2 separate regions of the Mus musculus genome follow, and region 2 is linked to region 1. Evidence: chromatin contacts called from public Hi-C data. All regions are on one chromosome and are shown on one strand. Each heading gives the region's core, a stretch centred on a gene start, on an enhancer-like site or on the middle of the called end of the contact. The rest is flanking DNA. Distances are from core to core; before and after follow the strand shown. Region 1 overlaps A930027H12Rik (RIKEN cDNA A930027H12 gene). Region 2 holds the start of Tafa5 (TAFA chemokine like family member 5).

The links. Hi-C and Micro-C count contacts between places; a contact is called where the count stands out from the background.
Region 2: a contact with region 1 is called in a Hi-C map of cerebellum, with 2.9 times the contacts expected there. The contact joins the promoter of Tafa5 here to the enhancer-like site in region 1. A contact is called at or near these places in 4 of 39 promoter capture datasets (cranial neural crest, hippocampal neurons and liver), 7 of 484 Hi-C or Micro-C datasets (brain, cerebellar granule neurons, cerebellum and 4 more) and 4 of 115 datasets of contacts at active chromatin or transcription factors (embryonic forebrain, forebrain, neural tube and 1 more).

Annotation. Positions count from the first base shown.
Region 1 is chr15:87,181,866-87,188,884 of GRCm38.p6, reverse strand. The region is part of intron 2 of A930027H12Rik (RIKEN cDNA A930027H12 gene); the gene reads right to left. Among named protein-coding and RNA genes, the nearest start is that of A930027H12Rik, 88 kb to the right of the region's middle. Within about 2 kb of position 4,439, at least 6 of the 459 cell types and tissues checked have an H3K27ac peak or open chromatin away from gene starts, as enhancers often do. A contact at or near this core is called in cerebellar granule neurons and cerebellum, where this site is marked.
Region 2 is chr15:87,540,353-87,547,371 of GRCm38.p6, reverse strand. Tafa5 (TAFA chemokine like family member 5) reads right to left here and starts at 3,073. Exons shown (of 4, transcript NM_001252310.1): 1 at 2,769-3,073. The coding sequence starts at 2,880. Gm35471 (a long non-coding RNA gene) reads left to right here and starts at 3,399. Exons shown (of 3, transcript XR_384322.2): 1 at 3,399-3,910.

The sequences.
Region 1 (7,019 bases), core at 3,190-5,689:
CAGACATCAGGACAGGAGGAAGGGGGAAGTGGACATGCGTAGAAGGGCAGCAAAGATACCCCATTGTTCTGCCTTTGGAAAGACATTTCTCTGGCTTCCTGGTTTCATCCTAATTCAAAGATGGCCTCTCTGGGGTCCAAGCATCCTGAATGGCAAGAGAATAGGTGAGAGGGAGGAGACTCTCTTAACAAACTTCTCTTAAGTGGCATCAGACTGGCCTAGAGTGATCATGAGTGCACACGTAGTGTGTGTGCCCCGCTGGTTTGTCATCCATCTTCAGAGTTGTGTGTTTGGCTTCTGACTGCGCCACACACTTCTAGACTATTAGTGGGCATGAATCTTCAGCCTACATGGTAGATGTGGGGACTTTGTGTTAAGAATATTTGTCCCTTAAATTTTCATCTATTTCTCCTTCATCCATTCATACCAAAATGCCTGAGGCTGGGTGACTTGTAAACAGACATTTCTTTTCCCCTAGTCTGGGAGAGTGAGAAACCCAAGGTCCAGATACAGATATTGGGTCTGGCAAGAGCTGCTCTCTTCCTCAGCAAGGATACCTTGAAGCTGCATCCTCATGGGGTTGGGAGCTGAAGGGCCTCGAAGGCCACGATGCTTGGCTTTATCATCACAACTTAGAATCACCTGGAAAGATAGTCGAAACTGAGTAACTTCACATCTGATGGGCACACTTGTAGGAGAGTGTCTTGATTGCCTGTGAAAGCAGGGAGGGCCCAACCCACTAAGGGTGGCATTTTCTCATTGTCTAGTCCCTGAACTATATAAGATGGAGAAGCTTACTAAACATGAGCAGCAAACAAATAGGCAACATGGAACATTCCTTTCCCTCAGTCCTTGACCATGGACATGACCTGCTGTCTCAAACTCTCACCTCTGTTTGTTTGTTTGTTTTTTCTTTTTCCCTACAAAGATGGACTATTGCTGGACTTGTGAGCCAAATAATCCCTCCCTCTCTTTCTCTACGTTGTTTTCAGTGAGAGTATTTTATCTCAGCAGCAGAATGAAATTATAACAAGGGACTAGCTCCCTCCTGCCCTGTGATTACGTGCCAACCCCATTAGAGAGGATAGAGCCCTTGTGGGTTGGTCACCTCCCACAGGCCACACTCTCAGTTCCAACAGAGTGGAGGTTAAATGTGGACATAGGGCTTTGGGGGGATGTTCAGATTGCTGCAATGTTTGAGAGGACAGCCTGGACCCTGCCCACAGCATGTGTTGAAAATGTCAGTAGGGCTTGCAGTAACTTTGGCCTCTCCAGGGCCACTTTATAATCTCATTTTAATAAGGCCATGACGGGGAAGCTGCTTGGCAAAGCAGAGAGGGCAGGAGCCTGGAGAAGTCCGCAGCTCCAGGGAGAAGCCTGCTCAGCCATCTGACCCTGAGAAACCATCAGTATGACCTGTGTCTCTGCCTCTTGGCTTCTCGTGACATGGGGTCAGGTCAATGTACCACCATGATATTTAGGAGTTAAGTAGCAAGATGAGTCTCCAACAAATAGCAGTGTTTTGAGCCCCCAGAATGCTCAGCTGTGTAAGCCTGGTATTGAGGAAGAAGAGTCAGAAAGTGAGAGAAAAGTAAGCCTCGGGGTAGAGATGGGACCATATCTGGCTGGTATCCTCTGATCTCTCTTGGGGACAGGCCTAGGGTGAACAGGAAGGAGAGAGTTTTCTGTCCTCTGCCGTCCTTGACTCTGGTGTGGCAACTGAGCTAAATATTTGTTTCAAGAAGAGAAAACCTGAGACCACAGCTTTTTCAGTAGACTGGTTCTGTCTCCTAGTCAGGGTGGCTGTGCTCCAAGGGGAGCATCTAGTCCTCTGAGCTTCCAATGTCATGATAGGCATAAGGACATTGATAAGCTGTGTGATGTCAGGGCCAATGTGAGGTCATTGTCAGAGAACCATTTCCTTCAGTTCTGGCATTCCTGTGTCACCAACAGGGTGTGTTCAAGCACTACACAGCACCTGTGAAGGTGGCCTTATTTGGACACAGCGTCTTTGCAGACGTGGCTAAACTGAGGGCACACTGGATTAGGATCAGTCCTTAGTCTAGTGACTGATGCCCTTGGGAGAAGAAGGAAGTAGAAGGGGAATGGGAAGAGATGCAGAGAGAGGAGTTTCAAAGATGACAGAAACCCCTAGTACTAGAAGCGGGAAGATGCAGGAGGCTCACCAAGATCCTACAGAGAGCCTAGTCCTTCTGACACCTTGGATTTGGCCTCCAGTACAGAGACAATGCATTCCCATCACTTAAACCCACATGGACCATGGTGTTTTGTTAAACAGCCATTGGAAGCTTGGGCAGCCTAACTGGTTATTGGTAGACTGTGTGTGTGTGTGTGTGTGTGTGTGTGTGTGTGTGTGTGTGTGTGTGTGTGTGTGTTTGTGTGTGTGTGCATGAGGGAGCACACACACAAACTAATACACTGCCATTTCTGTATCTGGCTCCAAGTTCTGATACACTTGCCCTGTGTTCCTGCATGTCTACACCAAGACGATTGTTCCCAGAGAAGAATGACTCTTAGTAGCCCAACAGCAAATCCCATCATGATGGGCACTCCTGCTCCCCACTGCTCGATGCCATAGTAAACGGAAGTACAGAAAAGTGTCCTTTCATAGCTAAGATCAGTAGGGTGGGACAGAGTGACTCTGGACACCTCTGTGCTACACTTGATCTAACACTGCATAGCAGGAAGCCATGCCACAATCCCCACAGAGATCCCCCCCACCCCCAGGAGCCAGTTTGATGCTCTCAAGAAGAGGAATGCCCCCACTCCATTTCCTGTTCATCATGATATCATGAAGACAAATGAGGTCATGTCTAATACTGGGGTAGAATGATGACGACTCTGCAGGCCAGAGTTATTACGTTTATAAGCCAGCTGAGGTTTCTACTTTTCCCATCTATTTGTCCACCTGTTATTCTGGTGTGTTAAAAAGACAGTCCTTCAGCTCCAACTCCTAAAGCCAGAACCTCTCAGCCTGTGCTCATTCTCTGTCTAACCCTGCCGTGCAGGTAGGGAGCATGCGCATAGCAAGCAAGCTTTATCAAGGCACCATCTCGAATTTGAAAACCTGACAGTCCTGGACTGAAATCCGGGACTTCGCAAAGTGCCTGGGGGTCAAACATACTCATAATGTGCATGCTCGTGAGCCTTCTAATAGAGCTCGTGGTTTTATGTGCATCTGCTGCTAAACTGGGAGGATGGAAAAAGGATGGGGCTATCTGGAACTCCCAGAGGTGCAGGGACCCAAGCCTATTCCACTGGTCTTCTGAGGTTTAAATATCCTCTGCTTCTCAAATAAGGAAAAATGAGGGAGGGAGGAAAAGGAAGAAAGGAAGGAAGGAAGGAAGGAAGGAGGGAGGGAGGGAGGGAGGGAGGAAGGAAGGAAGGAAGGAAGGAAGGAAGGAAGGAAGGAAGGAAGGAAGGAAGTAGGTAACTGATGCCATGGATGAGAGTGAGTCCAAGCACCCACAGGCAGTGTAGTGATTGCTGGCTGAGTTAGCTTTAGGTAAGGGTCCAGGCTGTTGGTTTTCTCTAGGGCAGGGGCTCTTAACCTATGAGTAGCAACCATCAGAAAATACACATTTCTGATGGTCTTAGCAACTCCCACCTCTACATTGACTATCGTTGCTACCTCATAACTGTTATTTTGCTGTTGAGCGTTTTCTCCTAAGACCATCAGAAATATGGCCGTGACCCACAGGTTGAGAAATGTTGCTCTTGAAGGTGTGCATGCTTCCCGCTCCTCTCCCTGACCCTCAGACCATTGTCCAAGGCCCAGTGCTTCTTCTGTATCCGCATCCTATTTATTTCTTGATGGAAGGAACTTCTATGCCAGAGTTGTTGGGACCCATCACTACTCCTCCCAGCTTTACCACAGGAGACAGTGTGGCCACTAGGATGTAGAATGCAGCCTTTTGCTCTGCAGAGCAAGCACGTCTAGTCTGCTCACCCTGTTCCTCTCTGGGGCAAGAAGGGGCATAAGTCATGTTGATGGTTGAATTTCTAAGCAGGCCTCTGAGTACACTCAGAGCGGGTGTGTAGCTGTCAGTCACTTAGGAATCTCTTAGTCTGTCCTACATGATGCCCTCAGAGGCGGCCCAAGGCTGCCCTGCTTCTGCAAACTCCAGAACAAACCTTACCTTTGTTTGTCTGGTGTGATGGGGGTCCTGGTTCCACACAATTCAGGAAATCCTCCTTTGCTAGGTTTAAGGACGTTTGGAATCCAGAATCAGATTCTAGCTTCCTCTCTCACGGGCTTCTGCTCTGAGCTTAGTGTCCAGCCCTTGCCATCACCCTCTATCCAAAATGCTTTAGGGAACAGAATAACATATGGCAACCAATCTGACTGGGGACACAGCCAGGCATTTGTGACGACTTGAGGCTGCCAGGGTGGCCTGATTAGCAAGATGGATGGCCTAGCAGTGCCCTATACAGGCCAACTCTGCAGTGGCTCGGGATGTGCTTAGCTCTGTACTGGCTGCATCTGCCTACACCTGCCTCATGGGCCCTGAAGGTCCACGGCCACTGTCAGCCTTATTAGGACAGCATAGTGGCTGGCAAGGACAGCCGGCTCATACTGGCCTCCTTCCGCAGTAAAGTGTGAGGAATCGTTTGATTTGCTGAGCCTGCCTGAGGTGTCTCCCAGCTGATGGCTACACAAGGGGCCTCAACTTAGCCACAGGGCAGAGGTGGCCCATGGCTGTGGGCTCAGAGGCAGCAGCATACCCCACCCCACCCCCAGAATTCCAGAATTCTGGAGCTAAACCCCAGATCTGGTGACATCATGGCTTCTCAACAGTACCTCCATTGGGCCATGGCTTTTCCATCTCTGTAATAAGAACTCTGGCCCACAACCTGGATAGCACACGGGTCCACTGAGTAAAGCACTTGGAGGATGGAAGAATAATGCTCTAGCATGTTGGCATGCAGACATGTAGACAAGTGTGTGCAGCCCTTCATAAGTTCTTCACAAGGATTGGTTTCATGGGTTGCCATAATGGCATTGGCCACTCCAGTCTGAGACTCAAATTCCAGAAGCAGTTTTAAAGGAGGGTTGGCCCTGAGCTGGGATACCAGACAGTGGGTGGGAAGCGGGTATGCACTATGTGCAGAGGCTGTGATGGCAAGGAGGAGAGCAAGCACATGTGTATACACACACAGATGCACAGACATACACGTACTATGTTCACAGACACTCAGAGACACATACAGATACATACGATACACATAGTCACACATCACACACACGCACACACACACACACACACACACATATATACATATCACACACACACACACACACACACACACACGTACTATGTGTGTAAGTTTGTGTATGGACATAAATTCTGTGAGGGTTACTGCAATAATCAGCTAAGCCTCAGGAAGTCCAAACAAATGTTGCTTCCTAGCCTATGTGAGGTTTATTGTTGTTGGGACAGGCAAGGCAGGCAGTGCAGAGCCCTTGCCGGTGTGAACAGCACCACATGGTCTATTCAGGGCCCCAGCCAGAACAAAGGGTAGAGGATGACTGAATTCATGATCCCTTCTGTCCTGCACGCCTGCAGGACATGGAGTGTGGCTTCTTGCCTTGGACTGGGGTTTTCGCCATCAGACTCCCTTGATTCTAACCTCCTCCTGGAACTGATGATACCTGCAACTTTCTTGGCCTCCAACTTACAAGTAGAAGATGGGAAATGCCTCAGCCTCCAGCCTATTGGGAGACAATTTCCTATATCAATTATGTCTATTAGTATGTTCCCTTCACTGTATCTATACAATACATATCAAACTTTACACATACACAGAGCCCTCCTCCAAAACACATGTGATATAAACATAGTTCATAAATATATGGGGATGTGGGGGGGTGTACACTGCATATATATATATATATATATATATATATATATATATATATATATGTATATATATATGTGTGTGTGTGTGTGTATGTGTGTGTGTATCACATAATACATACACACAACATATACATTCACATGCATATGGGACTCCCTCACATGCACACCACAAATATACTATATACAATAACCATACACACACACACACACACACACACACACACACACACACACTTACCACAGACACCCCCATACACATATATCTGCTGTTTCTGCCATGACTACAGTGGTATCAAGTTAGCTTACATTATAATTTGATATTTAGCAAGAGCTGTGCTCTACATGAGATCTGATTTTTACAGTCCCACTTCTATGTGTATCATGGCCCTATGGATCCACTTAAAGAGAACTCTCAGGACAGAGTTTAGCTGTGATGTCTGGAGACCCTTCCCATGTTATCCACAGCTTAGCCTCACCTCACAAACCACTGCTGTGATGTTCAATCCCAGCATGCACCAGCCCAGAAGTAATGGAACCCAGAGACCATGGACTGAAGGAGACCGTGACCCCAAATAAGTTTCATCCTCCACAAGTTGCTCTGTTAGGGACTTTGTATAGAGAGAACCAACAGAAAGACTTGTACCACTGCTGGTCAGCTGTAGAGCATATTATGGGCTGAGGAAAATTCATCTGCCAAATCCCAGATCCCCAGAAACCAAGCATGTGACCTGTGGAAGAACAATGGAAGGGAATTCTGGACACGTTAGGTTCTGATGCAACCATCATGAATGTAACTATGTAATACATGAAGGGCTGTAGCCATTTTTCAAGCATTTTTGATCCATGGTTGAAGGTGCCGAGGGGAACCTGAAGACCCAGAACTGTAGTGGTCTGGCCTAATGCTGCTTGCATTCTAATGCTAATTTGGGGCCCCCCCGAGACTGGTTACCCCAAAGATGAAGGGAGTCCGCACCCAAGACACTGAGTGACCCTGCCCCCAGTTAATTGTGATTGGTAAAATAAAGATGACAAAAGCTAATAGCAGGTCAGAAGAGACATAGGTGGGATTGAGGATACATGGGATTGGAGAGAGGACCAAAAGGATGGAAGAAGGAGAAAGAAACAGTCATGGAAGAG
Region 2 (7,019 bases), core at 1,824-4,323, 360 kb before region 1:
TTTATAAAGCGGACTTTGCGAGTAACATTTAGCACACATGAAATAGAGCACCCATTTTAAAGGCAGCCTCACAGCCCCCCCCCTCTTTTTTTTTTCCTTTTCCTGGCAATTCTTCCCCAATCCCTGAAAATGACAAGGCTGCGTCACCATAGCAACCAGCCTAATTGGTGGACTGCAGGTCTTTCACTAGCCAGAGGGTGGAGCCCACCTCCTTAATATGACTCTTAAGCACATAGCAAAGAAGGGTGTCCAATGGGCAAGAGCTGTTGAGCCCCCCAGCAGAAACCAGGCCAGGAAATAATCTAGTTTCCTCCACTTAGCGCCAGGAAGTGAGATCCGTGTGTGTTACAGAGAAACATACACACCGTAGGGCAGCATTACTGAGCCCTAAAAGATGGACGCTGGCTTCCTAAGTGTCTCCGCTCAGTAGCAGAAAGACACTTAGGGTAATAAAAGTCCTCGCTGAAACATCTTGCACACAAAGATGCTAACTATCTTTCATCCCAGATGTGTTGGAAGAAAGGCTGGAAATCGCAAGAACTATCTAATTATCATTTTCTATGCATTATCAATTCTAAGGGGGGGGGGAGGAAAAAAAGAAATATCTTTTTCTCTAGGATTCCAATTCCCAGCTATAAATTATGATGATGTTATTTTGTATTTTAGAGAAATGCTTTAATTTCTCCAATTGCATTTCTGGTGTAATGGGGTGTGTCTGAAAACGTTAGCTTATTGTCAATTATTCCATTACGTGGGGATGGAAACAGCTATCAAAATGTGGCTGTTCAGAAGCTTCGTTATTAAGGACTTCTGCTCTTCTGGATAAGTCATTCTTACCGACTGCCCTTATAGCAGAGAACCAACTTGCAGGAAGATAGGGCTGCCCTTTTCTCTGAATATATGACATTACTTCCCTATAGTCAGATCAAGAAGCAAGCCAACAGGACGAAGTGGGGCCGAAGCTAGGAAACAAGGGACAAAGGCTATACTAGCTGGGAGTGCATACAAGGCCCCAGCTTGGTGGCTCCCTGAAGAGGAGAGTGTTGAGGTCAAGGGCTGGGTTGTCACTCAGTCAGTAACAGTGGATGGCTGTCCCTTTTCAACATGCAGAGCTGCCTCTATGAGCCCAGTCTACAGCTCTGGGCTCTCGGGCTGACCCAAGGACAGTGTTACCAGAATCTGCCTAGGAAGAGCAGCCAGCTCCAGGTTTCCGCGCCCCGTGCCCCTCCCCCACTGCTGAATGTGCCACTCCTGGGACAACACCAGGAAGTGCATTTCATCCTGGTATCACCTGTCTATCTCTGGAGTTTACCCATCTTTAACCCGTCCTGTATCATTAAGGAATCTAGGCTCAATGGTACCTGGGAAGAAGCCCCTGAAAGAAGCCGGCAGGCTACAGAAGGCTAAGCAGTGAGTACTCTCCTGTGGCTCAGCCCACCAGCTTCCTTTCCCTATCCTAGGGCAGCCAGGTTAGAATACTGTCAGCAGCCAGTCTCTTGCTTGATGAACCTCAAGGCGCCACAGCAGCACAGGCATATGCAGACTGAGTAGTTCCTCTGGGCTCACTAGCATTTCCCTTAAGATGCCTCGACCATGTTGGGGGTTGAGCTATCCCCATTCAGAGTTGTCCCAGGACTCTGATGACATATTCGGCCTCGACTTGAGTCTCAAGACTGCTGCAATTTCATTTCAGAGCTAGGATTGGGAACTAGGAGGCCCCAGGCTCGAGCGATGGCCGGGGAAAGGAGGGAGGAGTGAGAGGAACCACTTGGTGATGGCCTTTTATTTTAAATTAGTAAAGAATCCATATTTTGTCATCACCTCCCTTGCCTGTGGCATTTTTTTCATGACAGGTGTTCACTGGCACTAGTTTTTCTTCCCGCAGAGACGGGAAGGAAGGCAGAAACTGTAACCAGGCAAGCGCCCATCTCTTATAGAGCCTATGCCCGGGACTCTAACCAGCCTCTACCCACCCCAACAGCTTCCGACAGTCAGCAGACACCAGCCAAGATGATGCCTACCCATACTACACCAGCCCCAAGACTGTACCCAGGACTCAGATTATCGGTACCCAGATAAGACCTACTGATAAGATCACCCATCGTCCGGGTCCCAGCCTAAGCCCAGCTCCAGAACCCCGTGCCAGGCTCCGACCAGCCCGCACCTCCCTCCGCAGCCCTTGCCAGACCCACTGGGTCGTCAGTTCATTCCTCCGAACCACCCTTGCAGCGGTAGCGGGCCCTCCCCTCCAGAGGCATCCGTTCCCTTACTTCTCCTTTTACAGAAAGCATCTGGCGAGCCCGCTTCCTAGCAAGGCAGAGGCTCCACCACGCGTCGGAGGAACCCAAGCCGCGGTCCTGCCCGAGGAGTCCCGCTCGGGCTCGGTTGCTGCGTCCCCATAAGTCCCCGGAGGGAGTGTCGCCGGCGGGAAGCTCCGCTCGGTCGCTAGCCTGGGCCGGAGCGGCGACCGCACGGCGGACACCGGGCACCGCCGCGCAGGGACGCGCTGTGCCTGCCTGGGCCTGATGCCGGCCCTGCTGGCTAGTCCGCGGAAGCTCGCCGGGGCTGCTGTGCCCGGCCGCGGAGTGTCTGGACCCCGGAGCCGCCTGCACCAAGCCCTCCCGGGCCAGCGGAACAGCGGCCAAGACCCGGGACCGCGCGCCACGCGCTCGCAACTCCGCACCGACGCGGGGCGCCCCGCCGGGGCTGGGGCTGGGGCCGCTTGGAGGACCCGAGGCCCTTATGGGGCCCGGGTGCACGGTACTCACTGCAGTAGGCGATGAGCAGGCTGGCCAGGATCATGAATGCCCAAAAAGTTGAGGACATGCTGGGCAGGGCGGTCGCATCTTGCCGGCTGCTGGTCCTGGGCGATGGCGCCATTGAAGCCGCGGTGCCCGCGCGGGGGGCAGCAGCGCTTCTCAGCAGCCGGCCCTGCCCGCGCCCCCGCGCCGGCCTCCACGTGCGGGCCCCGCGCGTGCCATCCTCCTCCTCGTCCTCCTCCTCCTCCTCTTCCTCGTCCTCCTCCTCCTCCTCCTTCTCCGCCGCCGCCGCCGCGCCCGGGCCCCGGCCCACTGCGCCCCGCGCCGCCCGCCCCGCGCCGCGCCCGCGCCGCCCGCGCCCGTGCTCGCCCGCCCGGGGACGCCAGCCCGCGGCTCTGGGCGTCGCTGCGCGCCCCGGCTCAGCGCGCCCCGTCACCAGTACGAGGGGCGCGCCTGGAGCGCGTGCCCGGCGTGGCGGGGCCTCGCACTGGCCCGGGACCGGCGAGGGAGGCGAGCAGAGGGGACGCCGCGCCCTAGCCGAGCCTCTGGATGGCGACAGAGACGGCCCAGCATCCTCGTAGCCTGGGCTCTGGGCGCGCAAGACCCTCAGGGCCAGCGGGAAGTTAGGTGACTTGGGACCCCCTTCCCCCCCCCCCCCCCCCACGCGAGAGTCTTCCACCAAAGGCCTGGGACGCTGGGGTCCCAGACCTTGTTTGGTATTGATCCGGAAAGTGAACCGAAAGTTTATTCAAAGCAAATAATGCTTTCAGCCTGTTTCCCATTTGTGCCCAGCACCAGGGCTCCTGAGTATGCCTTGTTGCTCTGAGCCCACCAGAGAGCATCTGAGCGCACCTGCACCCTGTCTCTAGAACTTGCCATCCTGTGGGCTCTGTGTGTCTACCCTAAGAAGACATTCCTTTGCATCTTCCTGATGCACTTCCTTGACTCCCGTGTACCACAGCCTCTGCCCCCAGGCCATGGCCTGTGGTTCCTCTCTCTCATCCATTTTCCAGAGTGTGTGCAGGATAAAGTCCCTGGTCTGGTTTTCTGAGGAGGGTAGCGAAGACTACAACTCTGATGTGCATTCCTGCCGTTGGACAACGGGTTTGCCCCTGTAAACCAGCGGAATCGGGTCACTTCCACTTTCCCTTGTAAGTTCCTTGCACTCCAGGAAGAAACTCTAAAAGCTGGTGTTTTCCCCAGGTGGCCCTGTAGGTCCATGGCCATGAAGGTCGATTCCATTCCCTTCCTGTGCACCAGTGAACATGCTAACAGCAGGCCCAGTTAGGCTTCTCATTGGTGTTTGTTCTGCATGGGAAGGGGTGGTACCCCCACACAAGATCTCATTAGAAATGGAGGCTTTTCCCCACAAGCTACTTGGTGCATACCAGCATAAGCCTTTCCCCTTGCACCCTGGTCCAGTGTGGCATTTAAACAGACCAGGACATAGAGAACGTTGCTGAGGGGCTGAAGGAGGGCAAGTACCCAGGTTGTATACATACGCAGACACATACGCACTCCACATGCGCACCATGTTCATGCACACACGCACACCACATAGCTGAACTCCATACACACTCCACTTGGATACATGCATGCCACAAGCTTGTTTCTACACAAGCTACATGTATATCATGTGGCTATAGGCACACACTCCCCTACATAGGTACATGCACAAGGCACTGACATTCACATGCATGCTACATGGTCACACATACCTCCACATACATGCACACATATACACACATGTATGCTATATAGAGCACACATGTGCATGCACACATGCAAAAATATACATGTGCATACATGTACAGCATGTGACCACACATGCATGTGCACACACATGCATAGACATACATACATGTCGCATGGCCACAGCCACATGAATGAATATGCACATGCATATTTGCCATGCACACGTGCACACATGCATAGAATGCACAAGTACTTGCTCTCAGAAGCACATATACATCCAAAACAGTGCTAGTGAAATGGAGTCAGGCTTCTCACTGCCTAGCCCCTGGTAATGGTCTCTCTGTAATATGAACATGCCTACCAAGGGGGTTTCCCACTAATTTCTGACTTCCATTTCCTGTTTAACTAAGATCCAGGTTTTCTGGGTACCATCTTCTCCAGGATAGCTTCCCCAGTCTCACTTTCCTGTAGGGAGGACAGTCTGCAGAAACCAGACATCCTGACATTGTCAGGAGGGCAGGGTGGTAGCACATTTTGTCTCGAATATTCCAGATAGACATATCTCTCTCCCCCCTAACCTAAGGAGGGGGGGTCCCTCAGCCAGGTTCTACAAAGTTGAAAATGGCTGTCTGAAACTGCTGTCATATGCCTTCTGTTGATCAAAGCCTTTTAACCTGCAAAAGGAACAAAGCTCTAAATCCATGCATACTCCACTTCATCCTGTCTTCCCTGAAATTCTTCTCAGAGACAGACATCCTTCACACAACATGCTTTTATTGGGTATCTACTCGATGTCAGGCATGTGGGACCAGAAAAACAATTATACTTAGATTTCTCTCTCCCTGAGAAGTTCAGGTTTGAAGAATAGCAAGGAAAATGCAATCACATCCATGAGCCAGGTATTGTGGTGAGAAAGAGTCAAGGTACTGTTGGAACCTTTGAGGGCTTTCTAAAACAGACTTACTTATTTTTTATTTATGAGTGTGTATGGGGGGAGGGGGTGGCACTTGCATGTGTGCAGTTTTGTGCACTGTTTTCATGCCTCAGAGGCCAGCAGAGGGCATCAGGTCCCTCTGGAACTGGGATCACAGGTAGTTGTGAGTCACCATGTGAGTACTGGAACCCAGCCCTCTGGGAGAGCAACAAGAGCTCTGAACCAATGAGCCATCACTCGGTCATTCTGTTGGCATGTTCAACCCAAGGTTGAGTCCTGGGGTGTTGTAAGGTATGGGCTGGGAGAGCTTCTGTGAGATGTGTCAACAGACAGATTTTGGTGCCATCCTTAGTACACACCCCCCTCTTCTCCCTCTTCTGTCTCTCTCTCTCTCTCTCTCTCTCTCTCTCTCTCTCTCTCTCTCTCTCTGTCTCTCTCTCTGTCTCTCTCTCTGTCTCTCTCTCTTTCTCTCTGTCTCTTCTCTCTCTCTCTCTCTCTCTCTCTCTCTCTCTCTCTCTCTCTCTCTCTCACACACACACACACACACACACACACACTCACTCACACACACACCTGAAAGAAAAGCTTCACAAACAGCACTTGCCCTCTTATTCCCTCTGGTATTTTCTGTTCTGTCCTATTTGTTTCTTAAAATACTGGTTGGTTGCCCACCCAGTAATGTTGCTACAGTAGTGGTCTTTATTTGAAAAGTCTTTACAGGACAGATGTAATCTTCTCTGAGTTGTGGAAGGGTAAATTGAACCTTCTCTGTCCCAAGGAGAGGTGGTGGTGACAGCAGTTGGAGCCAGGGCACACTGAGATGCACAAGTTGTTCTATGTTGCCTTGGGATTTTTGTGGCTGCAATGTTGGGGAAAGTTTAAGAAGTAGGGTTCATGTCAGGTGCTGATGATTCCCTCAGAGAGGGATGGTAAGGGAGCTTGGGTCTCAGGATCCAGAATGGAGACAATTCCAAGAATTCACAAGACAGGGATGCTGAAGAAACACAATCCTCTACCTCAGACTGCATGGTGGCAGGAGTTGTGGAAAGGATAAGAGAGATTAAAATGAGGCTGCAAATGGAGCCTCCAGAATATGAATAGCACCCTTGACCTAAAGATCAGCATGCAGCCTAGAAGCTGTAGGGACAGGACCCTGGCCCAGTATGCTCCAGCCAGGTCTTGTTCCAGAGCCTGGTAAGAAAGCCTGGATGGAGCTAAAGATGGGGCAATGAGCAGAGCACTGAGTCCTGTTGCTAGGAGACAGAGGCTCGGTTCTTGATACCAACATGTGCTACCAATTGACAATTTTTGTTGTTATTATTGATGGACTGCCTTTGATCACCAGCCAGAATTTGCAGGACTTCAAAATGTAAGGGCTGAGTACTTTGGCTGGAGAATCACACCATTACCTTAACTCTAAGCCCAAAAGACAAGCAATGGTGACTGTTTAACCAGAGGAGAGCCTCAGGTCTCACAGAACAGCAGTCTATAGTCAGAGCTCCAAGGAACCTGGCCAGGATAGGACCATCCAGCCTGGCTGCTCCTTATAACAGTCACAGAGTGTAACAGATATGGTAGGTTCCTAGGAGGGGATGCTGAGCAGAGAGCTCTCCCAGGACATGCACTCTGCA